Linked DNA regions of Triticum aestivum: region 2 is linked to region 1. A link is a contact called in public Hi-C data. All regions are on one chromosome and are shown on one strand. The core of a region is the stretch at or near the end of the contact, and the rest is flanking DNA. Distances in the headings are between cores, read along the strand shown. Region 1 holds the start of LOC123069161. Region 2 holds the start of LOC123069162 (protein IWS1 homolog A).

Region 1 (5,558 bases), core at 780-3,279:
CCAGTAACCCCCTCTCGCATCATACCCTTCTCAAATAACTCCAAACGGCGACACTAATTTCTTTTTTGAGCACCGCCCGGTTCGTTTGATAAAAATATCGGTAAATCATTTGTTTTTGGGCCTTGAGAGGGCCAATTTAGAAAAGGGCGTCAGGGACCTCCTTCTCAGAATAGGCTGCACATAAAGCTTCATTCGACGGGAGATGCACCACCACCGTTGTTCCAGTTATTTGACTCGAATTTAGCGCGTGACCTATTCTGAGGATTCGCTTACAACCAGTCCCTTAACTTCATGTTTTTCCCCTCATGAACACTGGTACCTCACTCCTTGTAATAATCTCCAAGAAGTCTTTACACTTTAGAGAATGTGGGAAGTATTTCAAATCTAACAAAAAAAAACTTGGCGTTCTTTGCCTCGGACCACAATGAGCAACTTGGTCATCGATTCTCTCACGTCATGGTGAACACGGATTCTTAACGTAGTCATGTCTTGTGTTGCGTTCAAATTCATCTCAACGATCTTCCCAACAATCTTTAACACCATTTCAACTAGCTTGTTGTTGCAGTAACTCTCACGAAGCTTATGAATTTGTACCCGGGTCGACATGTACACAATACACACGTCCTCAACCATGCCTAACCCGTCAAGCCTAACAGCACAACCCAATTCCAAAATAACCAAGGTCTTTGCTCCATCCCAGTCGACGAGGCAAGAAGCCTAGATGATGAACAGGTTGGCAACGACTGATCAAAAGCGGACCTCTTGCGCAGGGTTCCACGCTGCACACACATCCTGGCAGAAAGCACCTTGGCTGAAGGGTTTGTCTGTATGAACCCTAGCGAGGACTAGCCACTACGTGGTCTCTTTCCGGCCGGATCTTCGTCGCCAATATCAGCATCATCAAAAACTTCATTGTTCAATTCCTCCTGACCGGAGAATTCTCCCAAATCAACTTTTGCAGCACTTCTTGCGCTATCGCTTATCACGGATTGAGCATCCGACGGCGACGTCATCCGTCTAGGGCAGGGCAGAGCTAGCACTATGGGAATGGGATCAAGTGCCCCAAATGGATTTATGTTAAAGCTTTACCGAAATCGATGGTAATCAAAGTGTATCTGGGGTTGAACACATGCAATATATGAAGATGACCCCATTGAAAACTTTACCTGGCTTCGCCCCTGGTCTAGGGCTTGGGAAGCAGTAACAATCCCTTGACGGGGAACCCTCGACCCAGAGTCGGAGTCATGAGGACAAGGACTCCATGTTGCTCGACGAAGCAAGAGAAAACCTAGCCGCGGGCAGCCAAGGACGGGGAAAACTCAATGACGACGCAGTTGCGTGAGAGTAGAGAAACCCTAGCTGCTCTGTAGGGAGGATAGGTGGGACTAGCAGTTAATTAATCATGATAGATTATGGATTCTCATATAGCTCTACCGTTATAAAACATGATGAAAGCCCTGTATTGAGGTTAGCAGAGAGAGATGCACTCATCCAGAAAAATGAAGGGCTCAACAACTATGGTCCAAATTGTCCGTTTGGTCTAGTACCCAACATGCATGGTCGTTTGATTAGTCGATGCTTGTGTCCGAAGCAAATCAGTAGCAGTAGAATATAGGAGTATTTCTTCATTTGAATAAACACCATGTGTTGATGCAGGGAACAGCACCACACCAGTGACCAGACGACACCTACATTTCATCGTCTCCCAAGCGACACATCATAGAAGCTGTCCTGCAGTTCATGCAATCAGTGACGAATCAGATATACTCCTACTTCAGCACATAATAGTATAATTTAGATTCGAATTATCCTTGATCCGGTGGCGAATCACATCCGGCAGCAGCGAAGAGGAGCAACAAACAAAATCGCGCTGAACCGCACCGCAATTTTGATCCGACCTTCCTAGCTCCTACCTCACCGCCGACCTGCCACGTGTCGCGCGCGCCGGGCCGGGCGGGAGGGCATTACGGGCAAAGCACCTGCGCGCATTGAATCCGAATAAATACGCCCCAGGTGATCAATGACGGGGTTTGGAAGGAAATCCTACCACTCCAGTTTTTCTCTTATCGTCGCCTCCCAATCCCAACACAATAGCGCGTCGTCGTCTCCCTGCCCGGTGCCGCCCGTGCCCCTCCATCCCGTGGCCTCTGCCCCGGACGAGACGAGGCGGCGACAGGTCGGTGTCGTGGGGGACGAGCACGAGCACGAGCTTGCCTGCGCCGACCACGACTTCACGAGTTTCCTGACTGCCAGCCCCTTGTTTGAGTCCGAGACAAGAGACCGAGGGAACCGGGGAGGAAGAAGGGGTGCGGCGTGCGGGGAGGGGCGAGTGGTTCGCAAGATTGGTTCCTCTTTTCTCACCAACGGGAGATAATCTGCGCCTCCGTCGCCCGCTTGCTTCATCGTCATCTGGTGAGTTCTCTTCCCTTCCTCTACGATTCAATCAATCGCGTGGTTCCTCCGCTGCCGTTTCTTCTAGGAGTAGTAGCAAAGATCATTTTGGTCTCGAAAAACTTAACATAGGTTTCCCAGTCTCGAATTCGTCAGGTGCTTATCAATTGTTTTTTGTTTTGTCCTGGCATGATATGCGAGGTCATCTTCTTTGTTTGAAATTTTTTGTGCGAGGGGGAAGAAATTTGGCCTTTGGGCCAAGGAAAAACCAAAAACAGCGCAGCGCTCCTTGTAGTTTTCCTCCCCACTAGTTTACTAGTACTAGTCCTACAAGTGTGTTTGCTGACGCGCCCCATGTTAATTTTTTCTGGCAAAAACACGTGGTTGATTTCTGAAGTACGAAGAGGATAGCGACGTTCCTAAGCTCGTAGTACCGCAAAAGTCCCCGTGACAAATCAACCACACGCACGCCATTGCCCACCGGAGCAAAACTCTCGGCGGACGAGACAGACCGCGCCAAAAAATCACCAGCCGTCCATCAGGAACGCAGCGTTCAACCCCGTCGCGTCGTAATTTAGCGCGCTTTGAATGCGCTCGTAAATGGGTGCTAGGGCGTGAGATAGACCTTTTCTTTTGTGAGTGCACGATTGGTCCTTGCATTCTGCGCACTGTCCACCACGTCTACGGCCACGCACACGGGCCGGGCCGGTGGACCACGGCGCACACCGACCTTTGTCTCCTGCCGTAGAGCGTGAGCTAAGTACTTGTCCAGTACGAGTATTAGCTACGCTGTTGTTGACTTCAGCGGCTCTACTGTACACTACTACCGCTGTTCATGCGTGGCCCACCTGCCAGCCGCGGCGCCACCGGCCGCGGCCCACCTGCCAGCCGTGCCAGGTGATGTGATGTTACCACTCACTTACCATCATCATGAGAGATTTACCTGAGGGTCGGACACGTGAACTGTACTGTCGGTAGAGTTACTGTGCATGGACTAGCACGTACTCCACTACCATACGTATAGGGTTGTGGAGTAGAAGTACTTTTGTGTGTCGAGGCAGGAGTAGGAATACTTGAACAGTGAAAGCGTGAAGCCATGGTTAACGGGCGGCAGCGGTGTACCCGTGACTATTTGTAAGCGAAAGCCGTTGCAGCCTTGCTTGTAGTTGCAGGGTGCAGTACACTGGCGCCACTACACAGTAAATTTCTCAAAGTGCTGCTAGAGGTACCAAATACTTCTTCGCACTTTCCTCCCACAATTCCAGTTTTGCGTCTCCTTTCCGTTGTTGCCCTAAGAGCATCTCCAACAGCTGCGCTAAAGCGCCGCGCGCAAAAAACCTGTTGAAATGCAGCGCGCTAAAATGCAGCGCTGCGCTGGCTCCAGCAGCCGCGCTGAAATGCAGCGCGCTAAAATGCAACGCGTGCGACTAAAAATGTATGCATTTTTAAAAGTTGAATTTTTTTAAAAAACTAGATAGATTGCATAGATTAAACGATACAAAGGTATTTTACATCCGAAACATAGATTGCATAAAATAAAAACGACAAACGATAAACATAAATTGCATTAACAAAAAAAAACTACTCTAAGTCGCTATCATCATCACCACTATCATCCTCGGCGGTGTCGTCCGAGGTAGATAGCCAGATGTCCAGCCACCGCTCATCGTTCGGCGTGAAGAACGACCGCCCACCTGCTGCAACGAGGTCGGACTGCGCATTCGCCAACGCCTTCCGCCGACGCTTGTCCAACCGCGACGCGCGGCACCTTTGCGTGTCTTCCTCGCGGCGCCTTGCCCAGTAGGCTTGCTCGTAGGCGACGTCCTCCGGGTGGCGCTGGCGCCAGTCCGCCATGACCCTCTCGTCCTCCTGGGCGACGAGGAGGCGGCGTTGCCGCTCGGCGTGCTCCGCACGGTCTTCCTCCGTGTTCAGACGAGGCAGAGGGGCGAGGTTGAGCGCTTGCTCGAGGGTGTACACATCTTGGAAGTTCATCTGGCCGCGCGGCCGGCCTAGGCGCCACGCCGCCGCGTCGTACGCGCGGGCAGCCTGTTGCGCCGTCCCGTACGTGCCGAGGGCGAGCCGGAGTTCGCCGGAGCGTATCTCCGTGGTGTAGCTGCCGTTGGGCCGCAGGCGGACGCCGCGGTGGCCGGACGCTCCTCGGCGGCGCAGCGGCATGGCGGCGCGGCGGTGGCGAAGCGCTGGAGCGGCGCGTGGCAGAAAGGGAGAGGGAGAGGGGAAGAGATGTGTGTGGAGAAGGCGCGTGGCACGCGCAGCTTTTATAGGCGCGCGCGAAGCGGCGCGCCAAATCTTGCGCGTGAGCTGGCCTTTTCGCGCGCGCGCGCAAACGCTTCCCGCGCGCGTCGTTTGGGGCGACTGTTGAAGATGCTCTAAGATGGATATCGCACTGCACCCGGCAATAACGCAACCATGACTAGTCCCTGTTCGATTAGTCAAAGCCAATAGCGACAGATAATTTCCGTCATTAGTCGCATTCGGCGTGTGTGTGTGCGTGTGGCACCTACGCACTCACCTTCAGCTACACGTCTACGACAAGTGGAAAATTCGTACCAGTACATCCCTGCATCTCACCAACGATATGATTATCACCGACCCACTGTTGAGTCCTCCTCGCCCAGAAGTTTATGTTATCACCGCTGTAAGATTAAGGTTTCTTGCACCACGCATGCCGTAAGATTCTACCACCAACAGCAATCGACGCGCCAGGAAGAAAGAATACCACCCATCGAATCTGACAATTACAGAATATACGGACGGTGGTAGCATTAGTATACCTTTAGTGGTAGTACCATCGGCATTGCTGGTGGACGGACGTATTTGGTTCGTCAGAATCTATTCCCTGCGGCCCAATTGCAGATAACCAAATACCTTAATCCGACGCGATTTGACGTTGGCGCGGCGTACCATTAGAATCCTCCCCCCTGCATGTGCGGCGGTATCATACGGTCAACAAGGGGAGAGAGAGGTGGCCGAGGCGTCGTCATTAGCCTAAGTGGCGCCTATATATAATTAGCTGCATTACATCTCTGCCACTACCATCAAATTAGCCATGGTTTATCCGTTCTCACCTTGGATGCCAAGATGCCAACTTGTGGCTTTCATTTTGATGAACTAACCTTAGGTAAGCTTGGCCAAAATATGTGGCAAAG
Region 2 (5,075 bases), core at 1,601-4,100, 180 kb before region 1:
GGTTCACTAGTTTCGGGTTTGTACAATGCAATGTGCTTAATTAGAAGAGGTGTTTGAAGAAATAAATCAAGATTTTCTTAAGCACCAGTGCTTATTTGTACAGGGCAGACGCTTAATTAGGTGTCTCTTATGTAGAAATAAGCACTGGTGCTTGAGAAAACCTGGTTTATTTTTCTAAGCACCTAGCATTGTATAAGGCCTTAGTGACACAAAGAACTCACATGAAGCTGAGTCCAATTAATTATCTTTATTTTCTTTTATTGTCTTCCGTAAGGGAGTATATGTATTTATTTTCTCCCGTCGAATATATAGGCAAACTCACAATTCATAAAAAAGAAATCTTGAGTCCATATTGAATATCGCATATGTTAATTTTTTTATAAACCAACATTTATAAAGTTTGATCTAAGATAAAACTAATACAGTATGCAATGTAAATAAAAATGGAGAAAGTAATAAGGGGCTATTTGGATTGCCACCAACACCGACCCTACCAAAATATTGGCTCTCCCGTGAGAGTTGGAAGCTGTTTGGACTATCATCGAAATTTTGGCTCGCCCACCCCGTTCGGAACGACTCCATGTTATTTTTGCCAACAGATGGGCACACGGAGGGCGCAGAAATCGGTGCCAAAAAATTGGTGAGCTGTGGTTCCCGTGTTGTGTTAGTTAAACAAACGGTCAACGGATTGATTAAAAAAACAGTCAACGGATTAACCAGATGCGGAAATAAACGGTAGTATGTGTATTTTTTTTACGTGCAATTAGGAAGTGGTTATTTGAATCGGTTACTGCCGTCGACCTTTCACTGCTACCGGTTGTCTTCTAAGCAAACTAATGTTTCAGTTTCCGTAAAGGCAGCCGTGAGCTTCATCTTAGTTCAAAAGTAGTATAAATGTCTCTTTTTGAATATATGGGACGTCCCCGTATATTTACTCTTACATGCGAATTTCGGTCTTTTCTTGATAATTTTGTTTTTCAAATGTTATGGTTAACTAAATTCTCATATTAAAATATAATGTTTTATATTTATTTTTTATTGCCTCAACGTTACAACTAAATTAAAATCAAACCAAGCATCGATCAGTCCAAATTGGCAAACCAAGAGCTTGCCGAATTTTTGGGAGGTACAATGGCTACAATCCAAACAATAACAACTTGCCAAATTTTTGGTTATGCCCTTACTTTTTTTTGAGGGCAAAGCCATAGCTTTATAACTTAACTGCTCTTGGGCAAATCCCCAAGACACAAGCGCCCACATGGGCGGGTACATCAGACTCCCACTCTAGAAAGTGGTTAGGATCACATCCACGGCCAACAATGGCAAGTTCGTGAGCAACAGAGTTTGCGCGACGTCTACAAACTAAAATAGAAAATTTGGGAAACCAAAGCTTCAAGTGGTATTTTATGTCTTCAATGACATCAGCATACGCCGAAGAATCGGCCTTTTGCAATTCCAAAGCATCCGCCACCAGTTGGGAGTCCGTCTCCAACTCCATCCGGACGATACCCAGATCTGCCGCAATGTGCACTGCATGCGCCATAGCTATGATTTCCGCGGCAAAAGCGTCTGTGATATGCTCCTGTCTCCAGCTCGAGCATAGGCCAAATTGCCATCCTTCATTCTAACAGCCACCCCCCAGCCTGAATGGTTCCGACTAGGGACGAGGGATCCGTCCACATTGATTTTGTACTCGGCGTGCATTGGTGGCCTCCATCTACCAGGAGCTGGTTTGTCCGGCTGCTCCCCGAAGATGTCAAGGAACTCCAGCACACTACTCCTCGTGCGGCGGGGTCACTGTATCTGCAGACCAGCACCTCTCACCCTGCCTCAATTTATTTCGGTTTGACCACCAGAGCCACCAGAAGGTTAGAACATGTAGCCGTTTTTTTACATCGAGGCCCCAAAGAAAATCTAGCACTGCATGCACGGGCCCGATGGGTTCCAGCTTAACTCGTTCTTCCTCCGTCTCCAGCATTCTCCAGACCTCCTTCACATTCTTGCATTTGATGAACAGGTGGGCGCCATCCTCATCAGCTCGACCACAAAACAGGCACTTAGTATCGGTGATCCGGATCCCCTTCCTTGCCACATTGGTTCGGAAAGCAAGGGAATCGTGCTTGAGGCGCCAGGTAAACATTTGAATGTTGGGAGGGCACGACAGTTTCCATAGTCTTTTCCAGGAGTCATCACTAGCACTGTCCAGGTTGCCAGCCACATGTGAGCTGCCTCCCAGCCCTCCATCTTGCTTCATACGTTCAAGTTGGACTTGGAGCTTATAGGCGCTCTTGACGGAGTGGATCCCCTTGGTGTCATATTGCCATGCAATGAAGTCCCGGGTACCTTCCCTTAGCGGGATTTGGAAAATGTGCTTGACATCGTCGGGCCAAAAAGTATCATGCACAAGCTGCCCGTCCCAGTTTTCAGTGCTTGGATCAATGAGGTCACTCACCTTTTCCAGCAAGTTAGGCCCTCGGGGGGTGATCACCCCCCGCGACCATGGACGTGGCAACCATGAATCTGACCAAATGCTGACTTGTGTGCCATCCCCGATCCTCCAAATATAGCCCTCCTTGAACAACTGCAAGCCGTGCAATAAACTTCTCCACGAATATGAGATACCATCACGGGGTGTTGCCTCCAGTAGGTTGCCATCTGGGAAATAGCGGACCTGCAAGATACAAGCACATAGCGACTCCGGGCACTGTAACAGGCGCCAAATATGCCCTTACTTTGATCATGCCAAAATTTTGGTTGAGCAAGTTGGGGCCAAACAACCCCTAAAAAAAACGCTCGAACTCGAGCGGGTTTTCTTTCGGCAAGTGAACTGCGCGCCGTCGTACTGCCCATTGGACCCTCACCCGGGCACGGGCCGCGCCAACAAAACAGGGGAGGCGGGAAAACCGCCCCTCAGCCCCAATCCAATCCCGCGCCACACTCCCCCTTCGTCTTCCCCCGCCGCTCCCCAATTCGAAACCCTAGCCAGGGTTCCAAAGCCTTCCGGATCGGGAGCGGAGGCCACCGGACGATGGCCGACGGCGCGCTGCTCGACCTGCTGCCCCAGATCCACGCCCTCTTCTCCGACCAGCTCCGCGTGGTAACTATCGGACCACCCCCCTCCCCCCCTCCCCTCCCCTCCCCTCCCCTGTCTGATGGCTCAGTCGCCGCTATGACGATTCGCCCGTTCGATCTCGCTCCGTCTTGCTGTCTGCGCGGGGTTTCTCCGGGCGGAGGAGCAGGGGAGACGCGAGTTCTTGGATTCCGCTGGTTGTATTGTTCTTGTTGTCCCGTGCTGGTACGGATGATTTGAGTTAGGGTTGCGAATCGTGTGAGGTGTCCCTTCTGGTGACTTCGATGCCGATAAAATGGTCTAGTGGCTACTTCTGGGTCAACGTATGATTATTTGGGGAGTTTTAGAAAGAAAAGGAAACAGACAAATATTATTTGTGGTGATAAGCCGTGCATTTTATTATCTTTTTATGATTAAAATGTTCCCTTTTCTATCCCTGCACAATTTCTGCATGGATCTAGAAATAAGCCTGGATTCCTTTGATGACTACCTAGGTTAGTGTCTCATTCCACGCCAACGTTTGTATATGTGGATAAATTTCAAAGAAAAGAAACGAAAATATTCTATTGTGTGGTAATTTATGGTGCGTTTGTGCTAGTTAGGTTCATTTTTCTTTTCAACTGATGCACAATTTCTGTATCGATTCTACAAACAAGGCTAGATACTGTTCTCTAGACGACTAGCTAAAATTACTATAGTCCTCTCTGGGTTGTGGGGAGGGTTAACCTCGTTGCTGTGCTCAGTTTACAACTGGCAAAATTATTTCAGCATGAGTTCATTCAGATTTCAGGGTGATTAAACAACAGTGTGCCACTCAAGCTCCAGACGATTATTCATTCTTTTGTCTTCTCACTTAAGATTTTTTTCACGTACTCCCTCTGTAAAGAAATATAAGAGCGTTTAGACCACTATTGTTGCCTTGTTCAGTCCGTCCTGATTGTTTACAACATGGCTACTTCTAACAGATTTCGTACAAATGGTTAAGCCGGAATTTTTCTGTGTCATCAAATGACGCCAAGAGGTGACAATTCACTTTCTCTTGTTATTTCCACTGCATAACTATAGCATCATTATTGCATCTGACTAGTCTCTACTGCTGTCCAGGTTGCTTCAGGAGTTTGTCAACAAACACGGGACTGATCATGAAGTTATTTACAGTGTGTCTGGGTGGTTAAAGAACAATCCCCAAAATTATTGTGTACAACTCACTTCAAGCTCTAAACTTGAAGGTAATGCGGGAAATCTTTTTTTTGAGGGGGGGGGGGGGGCACAATTCCTCAAGTTACAGCATTCTGTTTATGATTAATGTGATCATGCTTGTTGGAGTTCAGAATGAAAATAGATTATTTACCTCTCCGCACTCTTTAGTACTCCCTCCGTTCGGAATTACTCGTCCAGAAAATGAATGTATCTAGATGTATTTTAGTTGTAGATACATCCATTTTTGTGACAAGTAATTCCGAACGGAGGGAGTAATATGTTGGTTCTAAGAGTCATCCTTCCTTCTAAACAGTTTTCTTTGTATGATGCAGAAGCAAGGCGAACCTTTAAGGATTCTTGTTCAGTTCAGGTTTACAGTATCCAGGCATGTATTCCAAAAGATACTGCTGTACTTTGGAATCCTGAATTTGTGCAAGCAGAGGAGCTTTTCAACCAGCCATTTGATGAAGAAAATTGTTTGAGAGATAATAGGTATTGCTGATTTTACCCCCTTTGCTTTGCTCCCCAAACCATGTGTAGGCATACTTGCAAAGGGTTTGTAAGAGAAGACGACTAAATGTTTTTGTTGAACAATCACTTTGGGGGGGGGGGGGAGGGTTCCCACCTGAATATTTATTACTCAAATGCCCAAGGGACGAGTTACATCATATATTATAGTGAGAGGAAAGGTATAGGCGCCAAGACATGATCGCCTCCCTACTGACATGATAAAATGTTATTAGTATGGAATGTGTGAGACACAGGTGGGATATGTTAGAGAAGAACACATGGCCCCGTTCTTTTG

What was found. A called contact is a pair of places that touch in the nucleus more often than the background predicts.
Region 2: a Hi-C map of an unstated tissue shows a contact between it and region 1, with 4 times the contacts expected there. The contact joins the promoter of LOC123069162 here to the promoter of LOC123069161 in region 1. A contact is called at or near these places in 3 of 5 Hi-C or Micro-C datasets (leaf and an unstated tissue) and 1 of 1 datasets of contacts at active chromatin or transcription factors (leaf).

What each region holds. Positions count from the first base shown.
Region 1 is chr3B:160,041,448-160,047,005 of IWGSC CS RefSeq v2.1, reverse strand. It overlaps LOC123069161, which reads left to right and starts at 2,029. Exons shown (of 2, transcript XM_044491941.1): 1 at 2,029-2,412.
Region 2 is chr3B:160,223,994-160,229,068 of IWGSC CS RefSeq v2.1, reverse strand. It overlaps LOC123069162 (protein IWS1 homolog A), which reads left to right and starts at 2,850. Exons shown (of 9, transcript XM_044491943.1): 1 at 2,850-3,097; 2 at 4,036-4,091; 3 at 4,175-4,299; 4 at 4,603-4,762. The coding sequence starts at 3,029.